Linked DNA regions of Rattus norvegicus: region 2 is linked to region 1. Evidence: chromatin contacts called from public Hi-C data. All regions are on one chromosome and are shown on one strand. Each heading gives the region's core, a stretch centred on a gene start, on an enhancer-like site or on the middle of the called end of the contact. The rest is flanking DNA. Distances are from core to core; before and after follow the strand shown.

Region 1 (7,669 bases), core at 5,079-7,578:
TCTTCTATCTGTCTGACTATCCATCTGTTTGTCTGTCTGTCTGTCTGTCTGTCTGTCTGTCTGTCTATCCATCTACCCACCTACATACATGCACATTCAATGGGCTAAAGTACAGAAGGTGTATACTACAGGCAGGCCTGGTCTACAGGAAAAAGATAGAACATATCAGGATGCTGGTCATTGAAAGGACAACATAAACCCTGTCTGTCCCCATATAAGGACCATTTCTAATTTAGAAAAGAAGAGTATAAGGTACCAGCTCCAGGAACAGACATAAGCCCCACAAACAAGGTCATAAAACCCCTCCCAAAGGTCATGGGGATGACCACAAATTGGGAACTATCCTACCTCAGAGTGCACCATCTATGCTGGGCAGCCTATCTCATCCTATGGTTAAGTGTTCATAGCATAGGAATGCAGACCACTGACTACTGCTCCCACCAATGACATTTTAGGTTACCCAATCCTTCTAGAGAGTCCCTCTGTTCCCTATAAGAAGGACTATGAGCCTTTGTCTGGGGTCACCATTTTGGAGAATGGCCGTTCCGCGCATGCTGGTTGTTTCTGCAGAACAAATGTTCTTTATCTTTGGATACTATGAGTCTGGGGTCTTCCTTCAGCAATTTTCATAGCCTTACAGTTGCTATCTTTATTATTTTTCCCATCCCCAAGCAGACCTCATCATTTCAGTTACCATCATCCCATCTTTCCCCTGGGCCAAGGGGAGCATGCAGAACAGAAGAAATGCTGGACTTAGTGTTGTTGAGACCCAATTAACTTCTAGATTCAAGACACCTGAGGCTGTCGCCAGACCAAACAGAGCAAGTAAAGGGCCAGGAAGGTCCACCTAGTGGCCCCTCACTAAGCATCAAGACAGAGTCAGAAGTAGCATTTCTTCTGTTCTTTGTAGCTGATGTGGTCCTGCTATTTCCTGAAAGGAGCTTTTGCCACTGCTTGGCCTGTGGGATGTCTATGGGAACATGGGGTTAAAGAGTCTACAAAGGAAGAACCAGAGCCTGGCAGGATGTGCTAGTGTTGCACTCTGCTGGTCTTCTCTGACCTGAACCATCTTTGATCCATTATTTATGAGGTGGAAGCTACAGGCCATCCTGCTACAGCAAAGTCCCTCAAAATTTAGTGGGCACTGGGATTATCTGTAGGGCTTGTTAAAGCACACCTTCACCCTGTAATCTGCAAAAGAGACCCAGTTAGTGAAAAGAAGAATCCAGGATGCCTGCCATTTTCATTTTCCTTCCACCATGTCCTGTCCTTAGACAGGATGCCAAATGGGGAATATTCACTTGAGCATGCAACTCTGCAGTGGTGGTTTTCCAAGAGTGGCCTGCATTCCATCAGACAGGCAGATTCTCAGGCCTCCCTGTAGCTAAGGAGTCAGACACGTAGGGACCACATCAACTAGACTGCCCTGATCACACAAAGGGCCTGACACAGTGACCTCGGCCAAGACATTTCCTCTCAGCAAGCCTCAGTTTCCCTATCTGTCATATGAGGGTTTGAGATAGAATATCTTCATGGATCCTTGTCTCCCAAAGCAAGTCTGCATCAACTGTATGGAATGCTTAAAAATCGAGACCTGCAGGCCCCCTGTGGAGCCAGTAAGTGGTTAATAACAGGTTTAAAGCATAAGGGAGCAGAATGAGTGGACTAAGCAGTATTTGCCCAGGTCTGTGGTGTAAATAAATACTCCTACCAAGCCAAGTTCAAGCTAAGAATGTGAAATCCTGGCAGGAGGTTAAGGGGTGGGGAGGGGGAAGGAAAGAGAAGGAGAGGGAGAGAGGGAGAGAAGGAGGAAGGGAGCTGGAAAGACTGGGGAGGGACAGGGAAAGGGATAGAGGTAGGGGAGAAGGAGGGAGAGAGGAGGGAGGGAGAGAAAGAGAGAGGGGGTGATATCCTAGGGAAGGCAGGCAGTATGTAAATGACCCATTTAAAGGCTACCAAGCCTACAGAGCTCCTGTTCTAGCTCCAAGGTCTTTTTTCTTTCTCATGAGTATCCTTCCTTCCTTCCTTCTTCCCTCCCTCCCTCCCTCCTTCCTCTCTCCCTCCCCGTTTTCTTCCTCCTTCCCTCCCTCCTTCCCTCCTTCCTTCCTTTTTCCCTTCTTTCGTCCCACCCTTTCTTCTTCCTTTCTTCCTTTTGCTCCTTTCTCCATAAACTGTCTCTATCTCTATCACTATCCATGTGATCCTATAAACCTGGTCCAATTCCTTATCTTTTTTTAAAATTTTTTTCCAATTCCTTATCTTGAGACACAAGGACCTAGAAATCTAAGCAGTTGCTCTCTGAACTCAGGTTTCTGCCTGTAAGAGAATTGCTGTCCTCCTTGGAAAGAGGAGTAGGACTCCAGATCATCATCTACCTGCTGGCCCTGAAGCTCTGAGGAGAGAGACCTGGATTTCAGGATTGTAGCATCCAGGATGGAGACTTGGGCAGGTTTTCTCTCTCTCCATTCTAATTAAACTACAGTCCTCTCACTAGTGATGGAAGTTGGGCAACGTCTCCCTCTTGAGGAAGTGCAGAGCCGGGCAGGAGAGATTGGTGGGCTGCTAGGACAACAGAGGCCCTTTTAAACACCTTCTGGTCAAGAAAGTAGCATCTTGAACCATAGTGCAGGCCTAACACCCTAATTTGACAAGGTTAATGACCTGGGTTCACCTCAGGTCATGCTGAGGAGATAGGAGAAATAATTATTCCTTTAATGGGATAGTAAATGTTTCCTTCCCTGGTTTCACAGTCTCTACTGCACAGCCATGAGGTTTGGCTGGTCTGACCACCTTTCTGAATAAACTTTATTTTTTTCTGTCTCTTTCATTTGGATGCTGGCCAGAACCTAAGTATGCTTTTTCTATACATCGCCCCACCCCCACTGTGACTGCCTGCTGCTATGTGGCAGTCCCCCATGTTGGCACCTCAAAGGGCATGGCTTTTCTCCTTCTCACATCCATTATTCTCTGAGAAGCTGCTGAGATTCACAGATTGTCTGCTCTGTGTTTTTGTTTGTTTATCTTCTTATTTCTTTTAAACTCTAATAAAATTGTCTGGGGGCTTCTGTTGAGGCCATTCTTAAATTCTTTTACTAATGAGAATTGGAACCACAAAAGAGGATCTAAATTTCCTGGGTTTCAGTGTGTCCATTCTGGCCTGTCTGGGGCTCTGTCCATATGCACTTCCCCTTGTCCTCTGTGAGTACCTGTCCCTCTGTCCCTTCCAGATGCTGAGCATCTAGGAATGTCTCTCAGGGATACAGGAGAGATCCAGGGCAGTAGATTGCAACCAAGTAACAGAATCCTGCTCCTCCTTTCTTTTCTGTGGGTAGAGCTGTCAGCCTAGCTGCTGCCACCATAACCTTCTGATATTTCTGCCCCAAGTCCTGAAAGCCTGTCTGGTTCAAAGGTATTTCTGTGCAATTTCCTGATCTTGATAACTTTCTCTCTGCTGATGGAAGACAGAGTAGAATATCGTATCTTTGTCATTAAGAAAGCTGAAACATAGAGGTCACTGGGGAGCAGGAAAATCAACCAGCAGTTGACAGGTGGGGTGGAGGGGCACAGAAGCTGGCAAAGTGGTTGTATAAGGGAAAGAACGAACTGTCCTCAAGACCGGATTCTTTACTTTGGAGTAAGGTTGGAAGTTTAGATTTGAGCTGAATTTCCCTGACTTTCTCTGGTTCTAGAAGGCAGAACTTCCTAAAGCTCCAAATGAATTCCTTAGAAGTGCAAATTACTGGGCCAAGTCTGATCAAGGTGTTGTGGTTTGAATGTGAAAAGGTCATCCCCCCACTCCCCCCCCCCCCCCCCCCCCGCACCCCAGCCTCACGTATTTGAATACTTGGCCCCCAGCTGGTGTCACTGTTTCAGGAAGACTGTGGAACCTTTTAGAGGTGCAGCCTCTCTGGAGGAAGTAGGTTACAAGGGGTGGGCTTTGAGATTTTACAACCTGGTTCCATCTCATGTCAGCTTTCTTGCCAAGATGTGAGGAATACCAACTGCACACTGCTGCCACCATGGACAAGCTTTTGCCACACTGTAAGCTCCTACCACGATGAACAGAGTCCTTTACTACACCTTCTGTGATAAATTACTTCTTTACTGGTGAAATGAGCCAATTCGAGCCAGATTTAGGTATACATCGGTTTATTGTCATGAGGAGGGAAAAGAGGGTAGGGTGAAGAGAAAGACAGAAAGAGTGTACACTTAGAGAGAGGGAGAGATGGAAGGACAGAAGGAGAGAGAAGAGACCAAAGTGTCTGGATTATATTGGGAAGAGCCTCTTGGGGAAGGGCAGCCCAGCCACTGGGCTGGAAAGTTCAGGGCTGGGGGCAGTGGATGCCAGGTTGGGACTGAGGGATGCTGGAAGAACCTAGAGGCCAGGCCTGGTTTGGTATATAAAATATGAACCTCGACCCCTTGTCCTGGAGTCTAAAACCAAATATCCTGTATTGTAATAAACTGTATCCCTTCAAACTGTGAGCCAAGACGACCCATTGTCCCTTGAGATGCTGTTTTAGATATTTGGTTAGAGTCACTAGACAAATGACTTTGAGAGTTACAAGCCCCTCAATCCAGGTTGTCTTGCAAAGCCATCCTCAGGCCTCCCTGGGCATGGTCTTTGGAGGCTTCTTGGGAGGATGCACGTCTCTTGCCTAACTTGTAGATGCTGCTAGTGAAGCAGGGAACTTCAGGCGGCGTCCAAGTTCCTGAACGGCTGAACTCGACTGATCCTGGCTTCTGTATGTGTCTTCTCTCAGCTCTTCAGGCTTTTGATGGCTTCCCGGACTCATTGCTGAGCCCTCCCTCTTCTCTACCTCTGGAACATGGCTCTGTTTTGAATGGTGCTGATATTCCTTTGCCATGTTGTGAGCTCCCATGGGCTGCCTCTGGCCTTATCTAAGTCTGGAGAGCAGAACTCACAGTGTGGGGGTTGGGAACTCCGTGAGCAGACTGTGTGTGGGCAGTACTCACTTATATTCTCCCAGGCTCCTTTGCGTATGACTGAATCAAAAGGATGTGGTAGCGCTTTGTCCTCCTCTTGGAGAAAAGGCAGAAAATGTAAGGAACACTGAACCCGGACCAAGCCTAGGTATTGGCTATGGACTTGACTGAGTAGACAGTAAACCTCAAGTCTTTCATTTATTTGGAAATCCATTCTGCTTCCAGAAGTAACATTTAAGCAACCTGTAAACTGGTGGGTGGAGGATAGCCCCTTTGGGAGGAGAGAGACTTGGTGTTAGGCTGGAATAGACATTTGCCTGACGCAGCTCTGGACAAGATTCCCAGATTCCTAATCATTTAGGTGGCCTAAAGGACCTGTGATTATACTTAGGGTATGTGAGTCTTCTGTGCATCCTTGTGGGTTCCCATGAACATCTCTGTGCTTTTATTTTAGTTACTTTTCCTTGTCATTGTCACCAAAAGACCTGGCAAAAAGCTGCTTAAGAGAAGAAATATTTAGGCTCACGGTTTGATGGTATAGTTTACCACGGTGGGGGAGCACTGAGGAGCAGGTGGAGTGGAGCTTCTCCACACCTCGACTCTGTGAACCAGGAAGCAGAGGGCCAGAGTGATCTAACTAGCTAAATGTGGGGCTGGGCTATAACCCATAGGTTCTGTCCTCTGATGACTTACTTTTCTGGCTAGCCAGTTCCACAATCTTCCAAACAGCACCAAGGCTGGAGAACAGTCTGTCCAAACACATGACCCCGTGAGAGATATTTCACATCGAAGCCACCATGCCCTTTATATCACCCGCTGTGAGGATGGATGTATGATCTGAGCCACCTGTGTTCCCTGCCTGTGTAGTGGAAATGAAAGCTGCAAAATAAGTGTGGTGGCAGAATGCAAAGAGCATGTCCCTCTCTGCACAGCTCCTGGTGCTCAGGTGTAAGGCTGGTCACTGCCTGCCTTGCGTGAGCTGCTGCATCCCCTGCCTTGTTTCTTTGTGTATAAAATGGGAATGATAGTGAACTTGGTGCTGGCAGGATGGCTAAAGCAAAGGCCAGTATATATTGAGTATTAGATGTAAACTTAGTAACTAAAGTCCCACTTTTCTTCCCAGTGTGGCTGTGTCTGGGGAGGACTCTGACTCTGGGAATGTCCCTGCCCACGTGTACGTGAACATTTGTATGTGCTTATATGGCCAGGCAGGCCCCCTTCTCTTAGGGTGGAGTTTGCTGTTGGCTCCTGCCTGGGCTCCCTGAGCCAGCTGAAGCCTGCAAAGGGGATGGAATTTCCATTAAGAATTAAGCAGGGCAGTGCTTGGGAAGCCAAGCAGACAGAGGTACAAGGGAGGGTACTTTAACTCGGAGCGTCTGCGGCAGCCTTAGTCCTGAGCAGCCTTGAGAGTCTGCCCATTGGCCTTTGCTTTGAATCTCAGGCCTTCTCAGGTCCATGGCCCAGAAGGATGGGTGGAGAGAATGAAGCTGCTCACAGGGGCCTCCGTAAGAACACCTAAATCACTATAGCCCAGACTGTGACCATGAGGCGGCCCCCAGGGGATGGAGACTCCACCGGAGAAGGCCCAGGAAACTGGGGCTTATGGGGAGCCCAGGAGTCCAGGAGGCTGTGCTGTGTTGTAGGTATCTGGGAAGGGTGTGTGTGTATGCATTTGTGTGCCTACATGTGTAAGTATGCATGTGTGCATGCATGTGTCTGTGTATGCATACACATGTGTATATGTGTTATGTGTATATGTGTGCTCATGTGTTTCTATGTACATGATTCACGTTTGTATGCATGTTATGCATATGTATGTGTATATGTGGGTGTATGCATGTGTGCATGTATGTGTTTTGGGGGGTGTGTCTTTGTGTGTATGTATGTGTGTATTTATGGGTGTACATGTGTGTATACATATGTGCATATGTGTCTGTGTGTATGTATGTGTTTGTGTGTGGTGTGTGCATATGTAAGTGTTTGTGTGTGGTGTGTGCATATGTATGTGTTTGTGTGTGTTTATGAATATGTGTGTGTGTGTGTGGTGTGTATGATGTGTATGTATGTGCGTTGGGTTGAAGCTTTAACCACAAATTCCTCAAGAGTACATATAGCAAACCTTACTCTCAAATATAGGTATAAGATTAAACTCAGATTCAGAAATAAAAGCCCTCTGAGGCCTCTTGCTAACAGGGATGCTCTTTAAGACTCAACCTTCACTTCTAACAAGCTACAAACCATCTTAACCTTCCTGGACATTTCATGAGCTCTTGCACACCTTATGAGCAGGCAGACATGGTTATGATCCCATTACATGTATGGGAAAAGTAAAGTTCAGAGTAGTTGGCTGACATGACTCAGATACAGCTGGAAAGTAGGTAGTGGAGGAAGGACAGGTTATTTGTGTACCCCTTCTCCCACCAGCAGCACATGGGGAGACGATTCTGCAACCTGTCCACATGAAAAAGGTATGATGTAATGTCAGCACCCAGTCAATGCTGCCTAGAGGCCCCAGCCCCATTCCAGAGAGGGAGACAGACCCAGAGTTACTGGACTAAAGTCCTCTCACATAACTGGGGGCAAAGTCATGCTGTTTGGATGGAAGCAGGCTGGAATTGAAACTGGCTTTTCCTGGGAATGACTGGGCCACCTGCAGCCCCAAGCTCCTAGAGAGCCAAGATGGATGCTTTGCTGTCAAAGCTGTGGTAAGCCCAAGGCCAGG
Region 2 (7,777 bases), core at 4,825-7,324, 76 kb after region 1:
ACTATAAGGAATGTTGACTGAAGTCTGATGGAATGAAGTGGAAAGTGACTCTGGGGTCTAACTGGGAATGACAGAGTGTAATTGTCATCTCTGAAGCTTGTTGCCTCTGTCTGCTAATCTATGCCTAGTTCTAGACGTTTCTAGCCTCCACATACTTCAATCTAGGCCTACAATGTTTTCAACCACTGAGACTTGCTGCTGAATAAGGTCTCCCTTTCTTGTTCTTTCTGGTTGCTGGCTAGTTGATTCATCTCAGCTGTTCCAGCTCAAAGTCCTCTCCAAGCTGACTGATATAAGCTGGTTTCTCTCTGCTTCTGACTTTTTGCTCTGCTTGGCTTCAAACTAACTCTGACAATATGTTCTAATCTTCTGGCTCCTTATTCTATGACTCCTTCTGTCTTTACCTGTGTCTAGCTTGTTCTATCTCTACAGCCTATCTCTATAACTCTTCCTGCAAAACTACCTCCTCTCTCCTTCCTTTTTTCTCTGCCTGCATTTCTCTTAAGCAACTTCCCTTTCCTTTCTCATCTTGTAAGGGTTAGGTGTATCTTATTCTGTCAAATCTTTCTGATTCATCACTTTGTCTGCCGCTCAATTAGACATCACTTTCAAACATTGGTTCTTCTTTCCTCTGCAAACTAACTTTACCTTCATTGTGGATTAAAGGTGTATGCTAAGGGTTGAGCTACACCACAACTAGAACTTTTTTTAAGTAAATAACACAATCTCATGGTTCACAGTGTGATCAAATAGCCAGCAACAGAAGGAGACACTAAGCATTTTCTGGGGTGGTGGGGTGGTGGGGTGGTGGGGTGGTGGGGTGGTGGGGTGGTGGGGTGGTGGGGTGGTGGGGTGGTGGTGGGGTGGTGGGGTGGTGGGGTGGTGGGGTGGTGGGGTGGTGGGGTGGTGGGGTGGTGGGGTGGTGGGGTGGTGGTTGTGACTGACCAAAAGTGTTCAGTGTATGAAACAAACAAGGCTTTGGTTGGAAAGCTGGTAGAGAGTGGTTTGAAAGTTTTGGGCTATTTGGTCATTTCATAGCAGGAAGTGAATCCAGATCTTGGTGGATAAAAGTGGCAGCGCAAGATGCCATTGAGTCCATCACCGGTCAGTTTTCCATCTTTGTGACAAAATACCGGACAGCATCAGCTTAAGGGAAAGGGGTTAGTTTGGTTCATAGTTCAGTCCAAGACTGATGGGAACCATTACACTGGCTTGCATTAAGGCAATGAATGCATCATAGTAGTTCACAGTGGTAGAGGAGATGGATAAACTTGGTTACTTTATTGTGTATTATGTTATGGTAGCCATGGAAAGAAAGAGAGACAGAGAGACAGAGACAGGCAGGCAGGCAGGCAGGCAGGCGGAGAGAACTTTTGGCTTTTGTTTTCATTCCCTCTGGGCCTTGGCCCATGGTATGGCACTACCTACATTGAGATCTTCCCCACCAATTCCACGTGTCAGTGATCTCTGGAAAATTCCTTACAGACACACCCAGACCTATGCTTTACTAAGTTCTTAGTTGTCAGCCTATCCAATCAAGTTGACAATCAGGACTAACCATCACTGGTGCCTATTATGCGGGGAGGGTTCCATTCCATGGAGGTCTGCACAGCTTGGGTAGGAGAACTGAAACCCACCCAAGGACTTCCTGGACCAATGCATCACAGGAAGTATGGGGTCAAAGGACGAATTTGGTGCTCTGGGGGCCCTAGGTGCTTCTGTGTCAGCCTAACCTGGGGCGATAAATCCAACATTGGCTACTCGTGCCCAGGCAGTGAGTCTGGGCCTGTATGTGGATCTGAGGAACACTAGCCTGGAAGGCTGGGGAGCCTGAATGATATTAGAGGGTTTCCCAACCTAATTTGAATATTCTTGTGACTTAAAGCTCAGTGTGTCAGGACAGCTGTGGTGACTGTGGGATTTGGGGTGCTCTGTATCTGTCCTTGAGAATGTGTTTGGAGGAAAAACAGCTTTCCTCTCTTCACCCCTGTGACCCATAGCCTGAAACCATCTACCCAGACAGCTCCAAACTCTCCCCAGTTTCTTTGCTTAGGCAACCAGTCACCTGCCTTCCCATGCTGCCTCTTTCCAAATCCATTCCCATGAGCAGGCAGAGGAGTAGGAAATGAGGTTGAGGTGGAGGATGAATAGTGAGTCTCTGTCTTTTACAGCTCAAGGGTGTGTCTCTGAATGGGGAAGCCATTTGTGCTTTCTTCCCACTTGGTTAGAAGCTTTTGCACTTAGTGGTTTGCTAAGAGCCCTATATTGGAGGTAATAGGCTGAGGTTAATGATACCCTTGCCTGGGTTCTGCTACTCAGTGAGCAAATGGGCTTGGAGGAGGGAAGCTACTTGCTTAAGGACTTACAGCTAAAGTTGGGGGAGAGTTCAAATCAAATCCTAGATCCCAAATCTAACCAGATATCATTTCTTTCCTCCCCGGAGAACTGTCTGGATGTGGATGCATACTGTGTTGTGCGTGCACTTGCTTGCATAGTGACGAGACAGATAAACTCAATAAAGGGAATGGCTAAGCTTATGTGATGCGTAATCAACCATCACCCTGGCTCCTGTAAATCTTTCTTTAATAGTAACTAAATGGCCAAACAAGGTTTGCTTCCTATTTTCTTTCATTCTGGCTTGTTAGGGCTTGGTAGGGAGCACAGAGAAGTAAGAAGGGGGACTGAGATAACCAGACCTCCAAAAGGCAGTCAGATGCTTGGCTTTAGTGACCTTTGTGGGCAGCAGGAGGAAAACAAGTTAGAAACATAGCAGCACTTTCATGCTTACAGCAGAAAGTTGCAGGTGCAATGGCCCCCATCTGACGCAACTCAAAAAAGGCGGGGATTCTTTACCTCATCTTTTCCAGGGCTGGGTTGGCTGAATATCATATGTTGCTTTTTGAAGATGAAGGAAAAGAATGCTAATCAATGAAATTCAGCCTATGGTGGGGCCTGGGCCACTCCAGTGCACACATGCCTTCAATATCAAACCAGTGACTTATGGGGCGAGCACTGTAAATACGTCCTTCTTCTAGATGAGGAGCCAGAGTCACAGAGAGTTTTGTGACTTGTCAAAACTCACCTCATTAGCAAGTGTCAGGCAGGATTTAAACCTTGGTTCCAAAGCCACTCTGCATCCCTACCTTGCTTGCTTCATGGATACTCGAAGGACACTAAAAAAGTTTCTGTGGCTTAACCCAGGTCCCCTCGCCCCAGCCCCAAAAAGGAAAAGAAACAGTGGGTGGCATCCTCTTCTCCAAGTCAGATTGCTAAGGGTTGAAAAAGTCCTGGTCTCCTTCAGTCACTCACTTTAAGTCACTGACTGCCGCTCCTTCCTCTGACTGCCATTCTCATCCACTCACTCCGCCCTTCATACTGTCCAGTGCTCACTCTCCAGACGCACTCTTTTATCATGTGTTGTTGGGAAGCCGTCTCTGCAGTGCAGCTGAGCCCTGCAGATGTCGAGGGACAGGCTGCCCTTGGTCTAAACTTGATTCTTCATGCTTATTAAGTTTGGAGAATTTGCAAGTTACTTGGGATAACTTCTGGAGCCTTTTAGACACTCTCCTGATTTAAGTACACTGAGATCTCATGGGACTTAGGGCACAGTGGGGCTGAATCACAGTTTTCATGATTGTGGCCTGGGGCAGTGTTAATACCAAGGACTTTGGAAGAGACTGGACTCTGGGAGGTTACTGTCTGTAGGAGGAGGAGGTGGGGACCACAGGTGAATGGCTCCCTTGGAGCTAGGATCAAGGTATTAGTCAGGGAAGGTCTCTCTAGAAAGGTCTAAGGGGTCTTCCCTGTAGAGATCTAGTTTACTTCAGCCACAGGTTCCACACTGTTTTGGGACCAGGATCAGTACACTTCTCGAAGTCAGCCAGGCTTTTCCTGGTCCTCTGCAGATAGTCATGTCTCCTTAAATGGTCCCATGCTAGACTCAGGGTAGAAGGTAAGCAGCTTGCTTCAAAGGCCAAATGTGGAGAGCCCAGAAGTGCATATAGAGTGGAGGCTGGCTTGTGACCTCAAGGAGGCTCCCTCTTTTCAGAATTCCTGGTGAAAGAGAATCAAAAGCCTAGTGGAGATCTGGTCCCAGTGGGTGTATAGAGGTGCAAGGGAAAGAAGTCTTAGGAGATGCAAAGGACCCTGTGGCTGGCCATTGATCTGTGGAGCTTTGTGTCTCTAAGGAGCTCCACACTCAGTGAATCAGAGGAGCCCAGAGAGATGATAATGTTCTCAGGACCACACTTGGGAGATGACTGGAGCAAGATGACCTGGAGCCTGGGATAGAGTGAGAGCAGACACTCCCAACTCCCAAGGTTGACAGGTCAGGGCTGCTTTCCTGACACCACACAGACTGGCATTGCCAAGAGCTGCACAGTTCGTGGAGGAAGAGAGTCCCAAGGAGCTTGTTACTTCCCTCTGACTTTTGGCGTTGTCTTCTGAGAAATGAAGTGGTACCTCCCTTGTCAGAGTTAGGAAACACGCATTGGGTCTACAGTTGGAATCTGTGCATGGGACATAGCCTGCCTATATCTAGCTTGTTTGTCCTACATGGTGGTCTAGGGAGACTCTGCATTGTCCTCCAAAGAGACTGGGTGCCAAGGATTTTGCAATGGCCATAGGAGAGTTCCAGGTGTGACTAAAGTAAGGGCCTGGTACTGCTGGCTCAAAGAACGGGACCAAAGATCAGGATCAGTACTGAGCACATGGTCCAGAGGAGGAGCCGTGCACCTGCAGAGCAGAAAAGCACAGGTCTAAGACCATGAGAGGTCAGGAACATCCCAAAGCCCAGTGCTCAGCCAACTTTAGCCAGCTCTCGAGACAGTTTTGGAAATTTCCCTTTAGCCTTAGACAAGAGCAAGTCCCACTTCCTGAAGAACATTCTTTTATTTCTAACTCATCACCCCCTCTTTTTTTTTTTTTTTTTTTTTTTTTTTTGTGAAAAATAAGGAGTTAGTTTACTTTGTCCTGGAGCCAAAGGGAGAGTTTAATGAAAATCGATAAAGAAATTAAGGACGATCAGGGGAGGTAGAAGAACTCAATTTCAAGTCCAAGCAGAAAGTCTCTGGGGTGAGGGTGGATGTGGGAAGGGAAACAGCTGCTTACCTCATGCAGAAGCTCACCTTTCATGCTGGGTTATGCCTGGGCAATAGAGACAGGGAGGTCTAGGCAAAGACCCTGGGCAGGAAGAAATGGGCTTGTTGGTGGCAGTGCGGGGGTGGGGTGGGGGTGGGGGGGTGGGGCGGAGGTGGGGTGAGGGGGCTGGGGCGCTCCATTGCCTGCTTACTGGGAGTCTCTCCACCGTGGTGCTCTGCTCAGTGGCCGCTAGTCAGACATAGTACATTTAAAAGAAATTAGGCCCGCCCTTTAGCCCTTTTGAATCTCACAGTTGTTATTCAAGTAATGCAGGATTGGTGGCCACCTCCATTCCCGTTTACAAAAGTTCAAATAGAGGCTGACAAGGGTAGACCCTTGAACCCTCCAAGATTCAAAAGCTGCAATAGAGTTCACAGTGTGCAGCCCCAGCACAAAGCAGTGACTTACTTTGCTAGATCCAGTCCTGATAGTTAAGTGAGTGAGGCTGTGTGGGTGGAGTCGGGGCGCTGTGGATATCAGGTCTTTGATTTGCCTCACTGACTCTTCTTCCCCTAGGAGAAGCTCTTGATTAAGAGACCGGGTGCTCTGAAAACAGACTCCCCAGATGCTGCCCTCTCCTCTCTGGGGCTCAACTGGTGCTTCCACCCCATGCCTAACAATGACTTCAGCTGCCCTGAGAACAGGCTGGGGCTGACCCGAGACCTCAGGGTCACAGTCAGTTAGCTGGGCTGCTCTGACTGCAGGGCAGAGGAGGGGAAAACTGTGACTCAGTCTTCTCTGGAAGAGTGTGGCTCTTTCTGTCTCGCAGTCTACCTTCCAGTCTGTCTCCAGGTGGAGGAGCAGAGATGATTAAAGCTTAGCCCTCTCACTCCCACCCCCACCCCCACCCCATCCCCATCCTATGTACTTCCCTCTTGCTTTTACTAGGCCAGTACTGTCCCGAGTGCTGGTTGGGAACTGAGGTTTCCCTGCCAATCAATTCCAACCTGAATTGGAAGGGTTGGAGCTGCGTGGCAGTCTATGTGATTCACACTGGGACTCTGTGGGACACCATGTGCTGTGCAACAGCGGCCCCTGGTGGACAAGAGCTCCACTATCAGGCTGCCGAAGACCGCATTTTCCTGGAACTGCTGTGGCTACTGGGCTCTGGGTCTTGGAATCAACGGTTAGGGCCAGAAGATATATCCTGCAATGTCCAAGGTTGGGTAGTGGTTAAAATTTAAGATAACCAATGCTTCCTATATCATCCTCTAGGTGAAAGATGCAGACAGATCTTGCAATCTACTATGCCGCTAACCCAGATTGCTGAGGCTTCCCCAGAGGATGAGCTATGCATATTTTACAGTTAATTAATTAATTAATTGTAATAGAGTGACCATGTGCATGTGCCTCGGTGTGCATGTGAAGGTCAAAGGACAGCTTGGAAGAGGGAGTTCTTTCTTTCCTTCTACCGTGGGGTTGAGGGGATCAAGTTCAGGTCATCAGGCTTGACCTCTGGTTCTGTGTTCTCTCTGTTGAGCACAGAAACCCTATTGTCTCCCAGGTTATGACTGAGCATGCTCCCTGCCACCCACTGCCCTTTGGTATGCCGGGCTGGAGATGCTGTCCAGCCACACATGTAACCTTGTACCCCTCAGCTGCTTTAGGTAAAACTGGAGGGATGATCTTTCTGCATGCTTTTAAGACAGACACCTATGGCCTCTTGTATGTGTGTATCTTCAAGTGGGGCCTCTGCCTCTGCTGGAACATCTTAACAGAAGAATTTTTGTTTGTTTTTTTTGTTTTGTCTTCTTTTTGTGTTTGTTTTTTCACCTCTGCTTGTTGACTTTAAGTTCAGAGCCAGCTCTGACCTGCTTCTCTTGTCTCTTTGACATTCTTGCCCAGAGCTCTGCCTGGCTTCTCCCCTAACGACCCTGCTCCCCACTATCTTGATAACTGCTTTGGCTTGTCAAGGCATGGACACACACACACACACACACACACACACACACACACACACACACACACACACACACTATTCCTATCATCAGCCTGAGGTGAGGTATAGATGGTCTTCCTTGCAAAGCCTTTGCCAGCAGTTTCAGGAGCCTGTGTGAAGTGAAGGCAGCAGACAGAGGAGTGGGGGTGGGTCCTTCAGTGAGGAAAGAATGGCTAAAATGTTGAAATATGTTTCTGTGGGATATGAGCTAAGTTCCATTGCACTCTAGGCCTTATGGTTTATGCTAGATTCTCCTCTCTCCCTCCCTCCTCAGACCCCAGACTCAAATCACTGCATCTCCAAGCAGACATAGGAGGCTGGTGAGCCAGGATGTGTAGTCACTGTGAGACAGTTGAGATAAATAGCAAGCACTTGAGACTGAGGATGCTTCCTGGGTAGAAGTTGCCATGATGAGTAGTGAGGCCTGTTCTCTCTTGGTGACTGGTTCCCTAAAGAACCAGAAGGACGTTTCCCAATACCATTTAGTAAGTTTTTGGGTAGCGTGTGGAGTATGAATGAATTTTGTAAGACAATGTGATGTAGGAAAACGAGGAGGTGTTGAGCTCTCTCAGCTGGGAATTCTGGTACCTGTTCCCTGGGTGTGAATGGAGATCCAGAGAAGCCATTGAAGCAGAACTTGTAGCCTTTTGACCCTGTGCCTTGCTTTGGGAAACTCCCTTCCTTCTCTGTGTGTTGGTG

Evidence for each region. Hi-C and Micro-C count contacts between places; a contact is called where the count stands out from the background.
Region 2: a Hi-C map of liver shows a contact between it and region 1, with 4 times the contacts expected there. The contact joins the enhancer-like site here to the promoter of Insc in region 1. A contact is called at or near these places in 11 of 12 Hi-C or Micro-C datasets (the A7r5 cell line, the Rat2 cell line, Schwann cells and 6 more) and 1 of 1 datasets of contacts at active chromatin or transcription factors (oligodendrocytes).

The regions. Positions count from the first base shown.
Region 1 is chr1:178,421,095-178,428,763 of GRCr8, forward strand. Insc (INSC, spindle orientation adaptor protein) reads left to right here and starts at 6,329. Exons shown (of 13, transcript NM_001106285.1): 1 at 6,329-6,586. The coding sequence starts at 6,491.
Region 2 is chr1:178,497,442-178,505,218 of GRCr8, forward strand. The region is part of intron 7 of Insc (INSC, spindle orientation adaptor protein); the gene reads left to right. Among named protein-coding and RNA genes, the nearest start is that of Insc, 74 kb to the left of the region's middle. Within about 2 kb of position 6,075, at least 13 of the 93 cell types and tissues checked have an H3K27ac peak or open chromatin away from gene starts, as enhancers often do. A contact at or near this core is called in Schwann cells and liver, where this site is marked.